2 separate regions of the Mus musculus genome follow, and region 1 is linked to region 2. The links are chromatin contacts, called in public HiChIP or PLAC-seq maps. All regions are on one chromosome and are shown on one strand. The core of a region is the stretch at or near the end of the contact, and the rest is flanking DNA. Distances in the headings are between cores, read along the strand shown. Region 1 overlaps Rnf17 (ring finger protein 17). Region 2 holds the start of Rnf17 (ring finger protein 17).

Evidence for each region. HiChIP or PLAC-seq counts read pairs in DNA pulled down with a chosen protein or histone mark.
Region 1: an H3K27ac HiChIP or PLAC-seq map of embryonic stem cells shows a contact between it and region 2, with 5 read pairs. The contact joins the enhancer-like site here to the promoter of Rnf17 in region 2. A contact is called at or near these places in 7 of 39 promoter capture datasets (the 3T3-L1 cell line, 3T3-L1-derived adipocytes, the HPC-7 cell line and 4 more), 3 of 484 Hi-C or Micro-C datasets (embryonic stem cells, nephron progenitors and stem cell-derived cardiac mesoderm), 2 of 115 datasets of contacts at active chromatin or transcription factors (bone marrow-derived dendritic cells and embryonic stem cells) and 3 of 9 other capture datasets (adipose tissue, embryonic stem cells and liver).

Annotation. Positions count from the first base shown.
Region 1 is chr14:56,464,102-56,470,294 of GRCm38.p6, reverse strand. It overlaps Rnf17 (ring finger protein 17), which reads right to left. Exons shown (of 37, transcript NM_001033043.1): 15 at 4,478-4,668; 16 at 2,489-2,630. Among named protein-coding and RNA genes, the nearest start is that of Rnf17, 65 kb to the right of the region's middle. Within about 2 kb of position 1,949, at least 7 of the 459 cell types and tissues checked have an H3K27ac peak or open chromatin away from gene starts, as enhancers often do. A contact at or near this core is called in embryonic stem cells, where this site is marked.
Region 2 is chr14:56,399,914-56,406,236 of GRCm38.p6, reverse strand. Rnf17 (ring finger protein 17) reads right to left here and starts at 3,540. Exons shown (of 37, transcript NM_001033043.1): 1 at 3,413-3,540; 2 at 566-660. The coding sequence starts at 3,536.

The DNA.
Region 1 (6,193 bases), core at 700-3,199, 66 kb before region 2:
CAAAGGTGCTTGCTGACAAGGCTTACAATCTTGCTGTTAACTCGAGTTTTCTAGGACCACATGGTGGGGGCGGAGGGGGGGGGAGAGCACCAATTCTGGCAAGTTGTCCTCTGGCCTCCACATTTGCATAATGAATAAGAACCATCAAAGCCCTTTTTCCAGAGGATCTTCCACCTTCTGGGTTCATGTGGTTGCATCCTTACACCATCCCTGTGGAGGCCACACAACTTGCAGAAGTGAATGCTCCCCTTTTATCATATGGCTTCCTGGATCAATTTCAGGTTGTTAGGCTTGTAGCAAGTTTCTTTATCTAACGAGCCATCTTGCCAGCACTCTTATATTATTATTTATTCTTCCTTTGAGTAGAGTATACTTGCTGTACTTCCCGCAAAGTAACTACAACATCCACAAGTTTGATAGATCTCAGCCAACCCTCTTTTTGCTGGTGATTTTGTATGATCATGCATGCTCAAATACACTGGAAGATACAATACTTACAACCCACTATTAGAATGCCAAAATTAAAGCATAACTCTGACCATGATTCTGACGTTTCTCATAAAACATTAGTACCTTTTTTTTTGTGCTCATGAATTAGTCTGATATCTTTGATGTCTGATATCTACTTCCCTATCATTTACCTAGCAGTTTTAAAATAAGTTGGTAATTCCCTCAAGTTAAAATGCAAAAGAACTGGTGCACAACTGTAATCCCAGGACTCAGGAAGCAGAGGCACGCATATCTCTAGGAGTTGAGGCTAGCTTGGACTATATACTGAGTTCCAGGACATCCAAGGACAAATAGCAAGATCTTTCCTCAAAGAAACAAACTTTCCTAATATTAATAACTGGCATTTGGAGAACTAATCAAATACCCTTGATTAGGGGAGAGGGAAGTATAGGAATTTCAAAAACAATATTTTCAGACCATACCAAATATAGCCTAAAGTTTAATAAATGAAACCTATTTTACTTAAGAATACAGAAAATTCACAAGTCCCTCCCCCCTTTTTTGAGACAGAGTCTTACCAACAACTGACCAACAACTCCAAGGTGGTTTCCTATGTATATAGTATTGGGGTTTCTGTTAAGACAACTTATGGCTCTTAGGGGAATATTTTCATTCCAAGTGGCATAAATTCATTCAAACTATATATATCCCTGTACATATAAAATAACAAAATATTATGTCTTCCTATGGTTTTTCCAAACAACCTTTCAATTGATAATATACCTACAACACAGTCCCTATACCTAATGTGCAGGCGATATTGTAGAAGAGGTGGCAGAAAGATTGTAAGAGTCAGGAGCCTAGGATATCGGCTATGACACAGCGTCTTCTCTATATGAGGGGCAAGGTGCACTCATAAAATCTCACACACATAGAACAACACCAAGTAGACTTGGAAGGCTGTATTTTTGTGTGTAACAACAATAAAAGAAGAGGAGGTCATGAATTGCAGAGGGCATGGGAGACCATGGGATGAGTGGGAGTGGGTAGAGAGAGGAGTAGAAATGATATAAGTACAGTACTCAATTATAAAGTTCTCAAAAAAATTTAATTAAAAATGTTAAAATAATAAATTAACATTATGCTTATCTACCAAAACAAAAAGACATTGGAAGAAAAAGAAATGCATGTCCTATTTATTACAAGGCTAGGAGCTTCCATTAATCATGCAGGCAACCAGAAAGTGGTGCTGCATTGGAGATGGCAGGCTCTGAAGCAACATGGCCCAGTTCAAGCCAGAATGTATATTTTCAGAGTTGTGTGGAAAAAAGACGTTTTATCTATGTGATCAGACTCCACATCTAATAGAGGCAGTAGCATCTTTATCACAGCATTTATGTGTGTATATGTATTTTGCCTGTATGCATACTTGTGCACCACTTGCATGTTTAATCCCATGGAAGGCCAGAAGAGGGCATTAGATCCCATGGAAATGAAATTGCAGTGAGCCAACATGTGGGTCCCTGGTAGAACAACCAGTACTCTTAAATGCTGAGTCATCTTCAGCCCCAACCACAGTATTTCTGTGATATTAGTGATGACTTCACAGGAAGACTATGGTTTATATATGAACTAATTCATATAAAACAATGAGAGACCAATGACAAGCCTGCTGTTTTATTAGCTGTCTAAACTGATTTATCAATCACACATCCCAAGCTCAATCTAAGAAGGTTTACTCTAGTTTGAAGTTAGTAATAGCAGTTCTTAGATCTTTCTGGTTGGAATTAGCTTTCCCAGTCTCTTGTCTATAGGGAAGCAAGAAACACTCAGACATAAGTACCACTCTTATCTTTTTCTACCTTTATTTCACTAACTTGTAGGAGAAAGATTTCTATTTGTCATAAGTCCAGTGAACTTCCTGTTGTTTATAGTTGCAGCTTCTAAGAAGTTTAAACGTACAGAAGACTTGATTAATTTGTATTTATTCTATTAAACATTTCTATTTAAAAATCTTTTTTAAAAAGTGTATACTTACCAGCTGAAGATAAAAATCAGTAGGACTATTTATATGGCAAACCATGACTGAAACTTCAGTCATCTCTTCAGGCAAAATGGGTGGATGATAGCATAAAGTTGTATTTTTTTCACTGTGACTTCTTGGTGATTGTGACCTAAACCTAATTAAAAGCATAATAAGCAAACCAATTCCTATAAAGGTTTTGGGCTTGTATAAACATTGACTTATTTACCAAAAGTATACCATTTTCAATGTTTCTCTAACTTATAACTTGGCATGGTTTCCACTTATTTAGCCCTGTAATAAACACTCAGATTTCTATCAGAGGACTCTGGAGCTGAGACTGGTCAAAAGCATGTCACGGCTGCTGTGGGCTGCGGTGGTGCTGAGGTGAGACCAGCTCAATCTCTGTGGCCTTTCTGCGCTCACTGCTCTCTGCCTTTACTCTTCTAAAGGAAACCTATGTGGACCATCTCTGGAGTCACACAACACTAGCTAGGATCTTCTGCTGTCTCCATAGTTACTTAAGTCATCTTAGTATCACTTAGAGTAGTGATATGAACTCATTCCAAAGGCTACATAATTTAAGTCAGGAACAGTTAAATTACAATTCATGGAACTAAATAGCTTTTTATGAAACTTATAGAACACCAAATATGTTTAGTAATTATACATACTTTCTATTTTAAGTGATGTGTGTGTGTGTGTTTAACATATGTGTGAAAATTAAGGTGCTCATGGTGCATGAGTGGAGGTCAGAGTTTAACCTCAGGTATAGGTCTTAGCTTTCCACCTTGTTTGATCTGAGATCTCCTCTTCTGTGTATGTCAGGCTTGCTGGCCCGTGAGCTTCTAAGGGTTCTCCTGCCTCTGCCACCTATCCTGCCCTAGGAGCACTAAGATTAGATGCTTGTGATGTGAGGTTATTTTATTCTGGGTCTGGGTATTAAAACTCAGTCCCTTCAGCGTGTGTGACAAGCACCTTTATTCACGGAGCCATTTCCCCAGTCTTCTATTTTAGGTTGCCATAACTTCTTACTTCTTAAAGCAAACTAAATGTAATTTTCACAAACAAGTATATTTAGACAGCATGAGAGCAATGTTTTGAAGCCACTAAGAACATGCTAAAGTTCATTTATGATAACTTTTTAGACTATTTTATGTGTATGAATGTTTTGTCTATATGCGTATGTATACAGCACAGGCATGCCTGGTGCCCTCAGACATCAGAAGAAAAGAGTCAGGTCCCCTGGAACTATAGTTACAGATGGTTTTGAGCCACCATGTGGGTACTGGGAACTGAACCAGGGTCCTCTATAAAAACAGCATATGTTCTTAACCACTGAGCATCTCTCTAGCATAAGCCTATAATTTTTATCATCATCACCATTCATGACAGAGTCTCATATAGCCAAGCCTGGCTTTGAACCTGCTCTATAGGCAAGGGTAGTGCTGTATTTCTGATCTTCCTTCCTTTCCCTCCTGAGTGCTAGGATCATGGTGCTGTGCCTGCCTGTTCATATGGTGCTGGGGATTGAAGCCAGAGTCTATGCACACCAGGCAGGCACTCTGACAAGTCTACTACATCCCTAGGCCAGATTCCAGTATTTTTAATACTCTTGTTTTCACTGGCAGTGTTGGCATACACCTTTAATCCTAGCATTTGGGAGGAAGAGTCAGGTGATCTCTGAGTTTGAGGTCACCCTGGTCTACAGAGTGAGTTCCAAGACAGCCAGGGCTACACAGAGAAACCCTGTCTCGAAAACAAAACAAACAACAAAACTCCCAAACCCTCTTTTCCTATTTATAGCTATAATCTTTCAAAAGAGATTTACTTTTATGTTTCTAAGTATTTTGCATGCATGTAAATATCTGTGCCACATGTGTGTCTGTTATTTGAGGACAACAGAAGGTGGCATTGTGTTTTATGAGTTAGTACTCTAACTCATAATATCTTCAGCCCCTAGAACTTAAATATTGAATATTTAAGTTTTAACAAGTCACTTACCTTGCTAGTTCCATAAAAACCAATGCATCTCTGAGAGACACAGGCATATCACTGCTGATTTTATTTGTTGGTGGTTTCTGCAGATCTACAATAAGGACATCATCTTCTTCTCCAAAAACTTTCATTAAGACAGCCTTCTTATTTACCATTTTCAAAAATTCCACTTTTGCCTCCTTTTCCCAGCCCTCAGTCTATGGAAAAAATAAAGTTCCAAAGTGGTTAGTAATTATAGTTAGCTCTAAAGTTAGTGTGGATGTAGTTGGGTATACCAGCTGGCCTACGACTTAAAGTAAAGGCACTGAACCAACCATATGCATTTAGGAATCATCTGAGGCAGTGAACCAAGTGCAGTCTATCTATGTACAAGGTAGATATCTACAATCTGTAGTCTCCCCTCCCCTAGCCTGAAACCTGCTTGCTCAGGGGTGGAGCTTCCTGCTCATTCGTTCTGCCACGCCCACTGCTGAAACCTGCGGAGCCACACACGTGCACCTTTCTACTGGACCAGAGATTATTCGGCGGGAATCGGGTCCCCTCCCCCTTCCTTCATAACTAGTGTCGCAACAATAAAATTTGAGCCTTGATCAGAGTAACTGTCTTGGCTACATTCTTTTCTCTCGCCACCTAGCCCCTCTTCTCTTCCAGGTTTCCAAAATGCCTTTCCAGGCTAGAACCCAGGTTGTGGTCTGCTGGCCGGACACAAAAACAATCTAAAGAAACAACCTTAAGATATGTATAAGTTTATAAGTCACTTTCGAATAGTATAAAAATTGAGGGCTGGAGAAGCGGCTCAGTGGTCTGGATGGAGCACTTGCTGCTCTGGCATCTGGGATAAGAGTCTCAGCACCCAGACGGTGAGTCATAACCATCTGTAACTCTAGCTCCAGGGGACTCTGGCACTTTCACAGGCATCAGGTACATATGTACAGACATGGAGGCAAAACATTCATACACATAATATAAAATATCTAAAAATTAATATATACACATATGTTTAAATATATGTATGTTTTTCAAGACAGGGTTTCTCTGTCCTGGCTGTCCTGGAACTTGCTTTGTAGACCAGGCTGGCCTTGCCAACTCACAGTCATCTACATGCCTTTGCATCCCAAGTGCAGGATTAAAGGTATGCATTAGCACACCTGGCTAAAAAAGAATATTAATGAAAACTATAATGACTTAAAAGTATGTTTCATATGAATTTTCCACTTAAATTACAGAACTTCAAAAGGCAATTCTGAATGTATACTTTAAGACTCCAGTACTGTGACAGTATAACAGACTAAATAATGGACACCAAAGAAATAAAATTTGGTGCTAGGAATGTAGCTCAGCTGGCAGTGTACTTGCCTGGATAATCCCAGGACCACATTAATTAGGTGTAGTCATGTACCCATCCTGATTAGTGTGGTAAACTTGACACACCTTAGTCTTAAGGGAGGAGAAACCTCAGTTCAGATTACCTAAATTAGTTTGATCTGATAGCATGTGTATTAAATACTGCCTTGATTTTTAATTAATGTAAGAGGATCCGTCCTACTGTGGTCAGCACTACTGCTAGGCAGTTGGTCTTGGGCTGCTTAAGAGAGTTAGCTAATCATAAGCCTGTGAGCGAACCAGCTAGCAAACAGCACCAGAATCTTCCACAGTTCCTGCTTCCATGCACTTTCTTAGCTTGAGCGAGTTCTCTAGTCAGAGGTAATGCTGCCTGGAATA
Region 2 (6,323 bases), core at 2,291-4,790:
CAAACATCAGTTCTCAATATAGAGATGAAGAGAAAAAAAAGTCTCATATTTGTTGTATGGCTTTGGCACAGAAAAGGTGGAAGGGTTTTTAAAAGGCATGTATTGCATGATATAAATAAAAAGAGGTAATTTTCCACCAATGTCTTCTAAGAATCAAAATATGTGAGCAATATCTATTACTTTAATCTTCTTTGTCACTTTGAAGAATTCTAAAATGGATAGAAAGGTTTTTTCTTTATTTAATGTTATGTCCTGTGTACATGTGTGCACGTTTCTGAGTGAGGATATACATACACCATTGCATGAGTGTGGTAGTCAGAGGAGAAACTCTCATCTGGCTTTTATGTGGATTTTGGGGATCCAAGCTCAGGTTTTCAGGTTTTCACTCCAAGTGCTTCTACCTGAACACGCATCTTCCTGGCCCATGGAAACTTTTATCTTCTGTTAATGCTTCTTTAGTCAGAGATTAAACATCTATATTAAAAGTTTCTAGTTTCTACATTTTGTCTAACATTTTAACCTATAACATGTGGGTGTATTCAAAAATAAAGATTAGAAAACTTACCTCACAGTCAGTGCATTTACTTGTGGTATATTCTTGAGGTGCTAACAGGCACAGTTCACAAAAGGCATGTCCACATGGAAACTTGTGGTGGTCACCTATTGATGAAATTTCACCAATTAAAAAAGTCTACAATTTGTAGAATTAGGGAATAGGTACCCATCAAAGGGCAAATTAAAAAGGTATTCTTATACACACACACATATATGTATATATATATGATCCCTAGTTCAGTTAGATTGGCTGATTTATTTAACATTTAGGAGGTCAAAAGGAGGGAGAAAAATCAGGAAGCAAAATCATGCAGAGCTATATAATGTTTGCATGAATCCAGACAGTTTTGAACCTATACAACTGTAAATCTGCCCTATTTTACAATGATACAAAGTGCTCTGACATATTTCATTTGACCTTTGTAAATATGTCTAATTGGCTGCAAATATTGTGTCTAATCTACAAGTAGGAAAATATGCTGGTAATTTGACTATTTAAAATGTTTAATCCAGACTCCAACTTTCTGTTTCCAAATATCATCTCCATTCTGTTTGACAATACTACCCTGTATTTTCTATCTTATGAGAGGGTTAGGCTGAAATGAAACACTGGTAAGAATTTTCTCAGAGTAATCTAAGATGTTAGCAAGGATGGAAAACAGGGTAGAAACCACATGTTATGACCTACATTCAGATTATTTTTGCAAACCTAGCATTTGTGAAGAGTACCATAACCTTGGGTGAAAATATAGTATCAAGATTTGAATGTGACCCAGCAAGATGGCTCACTGGGTAAGAGTGTTTGCTGCTAAGCCTGGTGACCTGACTTTTATTCCCAGAACCTACAAAACACAAGAATAATATTGACTCCTGCAAGTTTTCTTATGGCTTTCAAATGCATATATGTATGTATCAACATACATACATACACACACACACATGCACAAAATATATTAAATATTTTTAAAAATATTTAAATGTACTAGGTAGACTTTGAAGCTTAATAAACTTTTAAAAATTATATAAATTTAAAATAGAATGCTATCTTATTATTTTGTTAGTGTGTGTGTGAATATTCACATGTGTGTACATGTAGAGGCTACAGGAACAACCTTGAGTTCTGATCCTCAGAAGTAGTCCACTTTGTTTTTTGAGGGTCATCCACTGGCCTGGAACATGTCAAATAGGCTAGGATGGCTGGCAAGTAAACCCAAGAGAGTTATCAGTTTCTGCCTCCTCATAAGGTTACAAACAGGTGGCAGCTTTTTCCTCAGGCACCAGGCACACATGGGGTACACAGATATACATGCAGGCAAAACACTCTTATACACCAAAACAAAGTTGTTGTTGTTGTTTTTTTAAAAGAAAACTAAAGTTAGTAATGTTTTGCTAGAACACATCTATAGGATTCTTGCTAAATTATAATAATTTCATTAATTTAACTTTTTAGAAGAATATTTTAATTTTTTGGCAAGCTGAAATTTGATACAAATTTGGTTAAATTTCAGGGCTAATATTACTAAGTCAATAAAAAAAATTTCAACTGTTTTAATAAAATTTCTGATATTGTACAAGCTGACCTGTAGCACACTTTAGCTTACAAAGCATGAACTCAATCTTATAATATAAATGCACAGACAAGCCACTGACTTTGTAAGATTATGTTCAAGAACCTTATTTTTTTTTTAAATAATTTTCATTTTAAAATGGGCATTTTCTACCTAACAGAAACAGTGATCTAAACTCCAAATAAGGCCAGGCCTAAAGGTACAAGGCTGCAATTCCAACTACTTAGGAGGTTGGACCAAGGACAGCTAGTTTGCCTACCATGTACAAGGATTTAGATTTACTACCTAGCACTGCAAAACAAATACCTCCAGAGAGATTGAAAATACAACTAGTTTTCTCTGTGGAAGGGTCTGTCTCCCAAATGGTGTCCATCTTCAAAGAGCCCACTGACCTCCCCTTTAAAGTATAAACATTAAACAGGTAAAAGAGTAAGACTTTTTAGTCATTTCAGTAGTTTTGATTCAATAACGAATACCTATTAAAATTATCTAAAGTACTCAAGTTACATTAAAATAACCTGAACTTAAAAATTCATTTTGTAGCCGGGCAGTGGTGGCACATGCCTTTAATCCCAGCATTTGGGAAGCAGAGGCAGGCAGGCAGGTAGATCTCCGAGTTCGATGCCAGCCTGGTCTACAGAATAAGTTCCAGTACAGCCAAGGCTACATAGAGCAACCCTGTCTCGAAAAACCAAACCAAATAAACAAAAGGAAAGAAAATTCATTTTGAAGATTGTAAATGACCTCCATAAGGGCACAGTGAACAAAGGCAAATACAATATCCTAAGATTCACAAAAGGAACTATAGTTTCTCCAGCAACGCTTTAAGTTAAATTGGGCCTTTTTTATTTTATTTTTTTCCATCTAAGAGCTTTTCAGTTTACTTATTATTCCTACAAGAAAAACTGAAAAACTACCCAGGAAAATCAAGTTTTATTTCTTCTTGATCACTAGATCATGAAACATTCCTTTCTTTCCTTCCTTCCTTCTTTTTTTTTTTAACCGAAGGAGGAATAAATTCAAATGTTGTGGTGGAGGAGGGTGACTCCAGATAATTAGTACCCTACTTCCTCACCCGCTGTTTCTTGAGCCTATCAACTTAGGGAAGTATGGGAAACGCGCTCCAGAGACTTGGCAGAGCTAACCGCCCGCCTCACATCTCTGTCTCCATCTTCCTGGGTGTGTGGAGAGAACCCTGGAGGGCCGGCCCAACCGCGCACAAGCCCGAAGCCAAGGCCGGGGTCACACACCCTCCCACGGGGCCACCCAGCCAGTCCCAGGCTCCTCACCGGAGGCAACGGACACCTTCCTTCCACACCGAGTGCACTGACACCCCGAAGCACCCTGCGCTCCACTCTTACTCTCCACTAGGTGACAGGAAGCCAGCCCGGTCGACGAAGCCTCTGCCGCCATTGCTCCTCTCAGCGCTGAGGGGCAGCAGCACGTGCAAGTCCCAGCAGCCCTCGCGTCAAGAACCAATCACAGGACTCCGGCGACCATAGGTAGCCAATCAGGAGGCAGAAAGACTAGGCCCCGCCTCACTCCCCACCCCCCAACCCCAGGTTGCTCTGGCTGCATTGCGGTGCTGGGCTTTTATCCTGGAGGCCTGTGTTCTCAGAAGAGGCCGCGAGTTTACTTTTTTTTTTTTTTTTTTTTTTTTTTTTTTGGTTTTTTTCGAGACAGGGTTTCTCTGTATAGCCCTGGCTATCCTGGAACTCACTTTGTAGACCAGTCTGGCCTCTAACTCAGAAATCCACCTGCCTCTGCCTCACAAGTGCTGGGGATTAACACGCCCGGGTGCGAGTTTACTTTTTACTTTTGAAGTCTTACCCAGGAGCCACCACTTTACACTTTTCATCAACTCGAATTTGCATTTTGTGTATTACGACTTACATCACTGGGCCAGGGGGACCTCAAGTACCAGGCCTTTAGAACCAAGGAGGCCCCGTCTCCATCTGCTTTGGGTCAGGGCGGCAATCTGTCATTACTTGATATCAACTGTTGCAGAGAAGTCAATTAGCTACCCTTGTGAGAGATCCAATTAATTCCAAACAAAGGGATGCTCGTTACTAATAGCTCCTGAGCCTCATCTACAAGTCACTATCCTGGGAGACATCGAGGATGCAAAGAATTTGCAAACTAATAGATTTCTGTTTGAGAGACATGTAGCTAGAATTTTGTGAAGACACGGAGTCGATATGGTTTACAGTGAGTGGTATGAAAAGTCTCCCTAGACATTGCAAGATTTTCCCTAGACCCTAAAACCCCACTGGTACTATAGGAATGAACAGAGAGTAATAATCCCGGGGGGAAAGAACTCAAGGAGAAACTTTTAGCAGGGAGATACAGCGGCTGCTAAGGAATTAATTTATAAATCATTCAGAGAGCATACTAGTTTCCTTCGTATGGGATTTTGGTGGGAGAGAGTGGAGGCTGAAGAATTTTAAAGCGTTCTGAATATTACACTTTGCCCTTTGATCAGGAAAGCATGGGAATGGCTTTGTGAACAAAGAATGAAAGAATCCAGTAGCTGAGTGATGGGAGTATTTCAGAAGAAGCGACTGAAGGTGGCAGGTCCAACTCAGCAGTTAAGAATAAAGCCCATCGGGGCTGGTGAGATGGCTCAGTGGGTAAGAGCACCCGACTGCTCTTCCGAAGGTCCGAAGTTCAAATCCCAGCAACCACATGGTGGCTCACAACCACCCGTAATGAGATCTGATGCCCTCTTCTGGTGCATCTGAAGACAGCTACAGTGTACTTACATATAATAAATAAATAAATAAATAAATAAATCTTTAAAAAAAAAAAAAAAAAAGAATAAAGCCCATCCATATTGTTTCTCTTTCCTGCTCTGTATTGTATATGTGATTGTATGTGGTTGTTTTTTTTTAATTGTGCTCAGAGGCACACACCTCCTAGAACAGAAATTGACATTTTTATAGGGTTTGTTTGTTTTTGTTTGTAAAACAAACTATTTTGTACCTTGAATTGGGTGTATGTATATTGAAACATTGTAAAAGTAAACGTATCTCAGAATCTAAAGGTGTGCCATCCATTTCTTAAGTATTGCTTTTTGTTTCAGACTGCCTTTTGAAAATAGTGAACAATGTTTTCAGATATGAAAATAAGCAGACTTTATTAGTAATTGAGAAATTTTATGATGGACTGATTTTTTAAAAAGTTTAAAGGCATACTCCCACTGAAAAATTCCTATGCCCTGTTACCTTTAGGAGGAAAGATGGATTCTCACAACCCATAGGTTTTACTGACTCGTGATGGAGCTTAAGTTGCTTCCTAATACTAATCAAGCCCATAATCTTATGTAACATGTTGATTACTCTTACCTTTAAAAAAGTTTCGTCTTTCCTCATCTGAAGTACCCACCCCTTCCTCTTTATCAACTCGTGTCTTTTCAGGCTTTGCAGGTTGTCAGCAGGTAGTATTAGTCTGATTTTGCCTTTTACTTTTTGAGTCAGAATCTATCTATCTTTCCCAGGCTGGTTTCAAGCGTCAGGACTCAGGTGATCTCTCATTTGAGCTTCCAGAGTTGCTGGAGTAACAGGTACATGCCACTATATACACACACTATATAGTAGTATAGTTTGAATAGTAGCAATCTCATTGCATAGAGATTCATTTTGTCCAAAATAAGACTATCTGAGGTGATACTGTGCAGTGGAACTTCTGAATCTCAGTGGCATTCTGAATGTCATCAAGCATGGTGCAGAAAATTAAGCCCTTGGGAATCTCAGAAGTTGAACAGTCTTGGATAAATCAGGACTTAGCCACCACATGGGTGCTGGAACCCAATTCTCTTCAAGGTCAGTATGTGCTCTAACCTGTCGATCCTTCTCTCTAGTCCCTTCTTTACTATTTTGAACACATTTTATACTATATCCTTTAAATTCTTTTCCGTTGAGGAATTTAATTCTATAAATGGTTATTTTTGCTGATTTTCATGCACAATGACTTATTTTGTATTGGATTGTAATTTTGTGTTTGGAAGTACTTATGTTGGAATCTTGTGAGGCTTCTGCTAAAACTTCATTGCTTTTTCCTCCTGGTGCCCCAAAGTATTATGTATTGAAGATCACTTGTTTGTTTGTTGATACGGGTGTTACTATATATCTCAGGCTGGCCTAGAACTTGCAATAGCTCTCAGGCTGATTCCCTACACATGCTCTTCTTGCCTGTACAGTA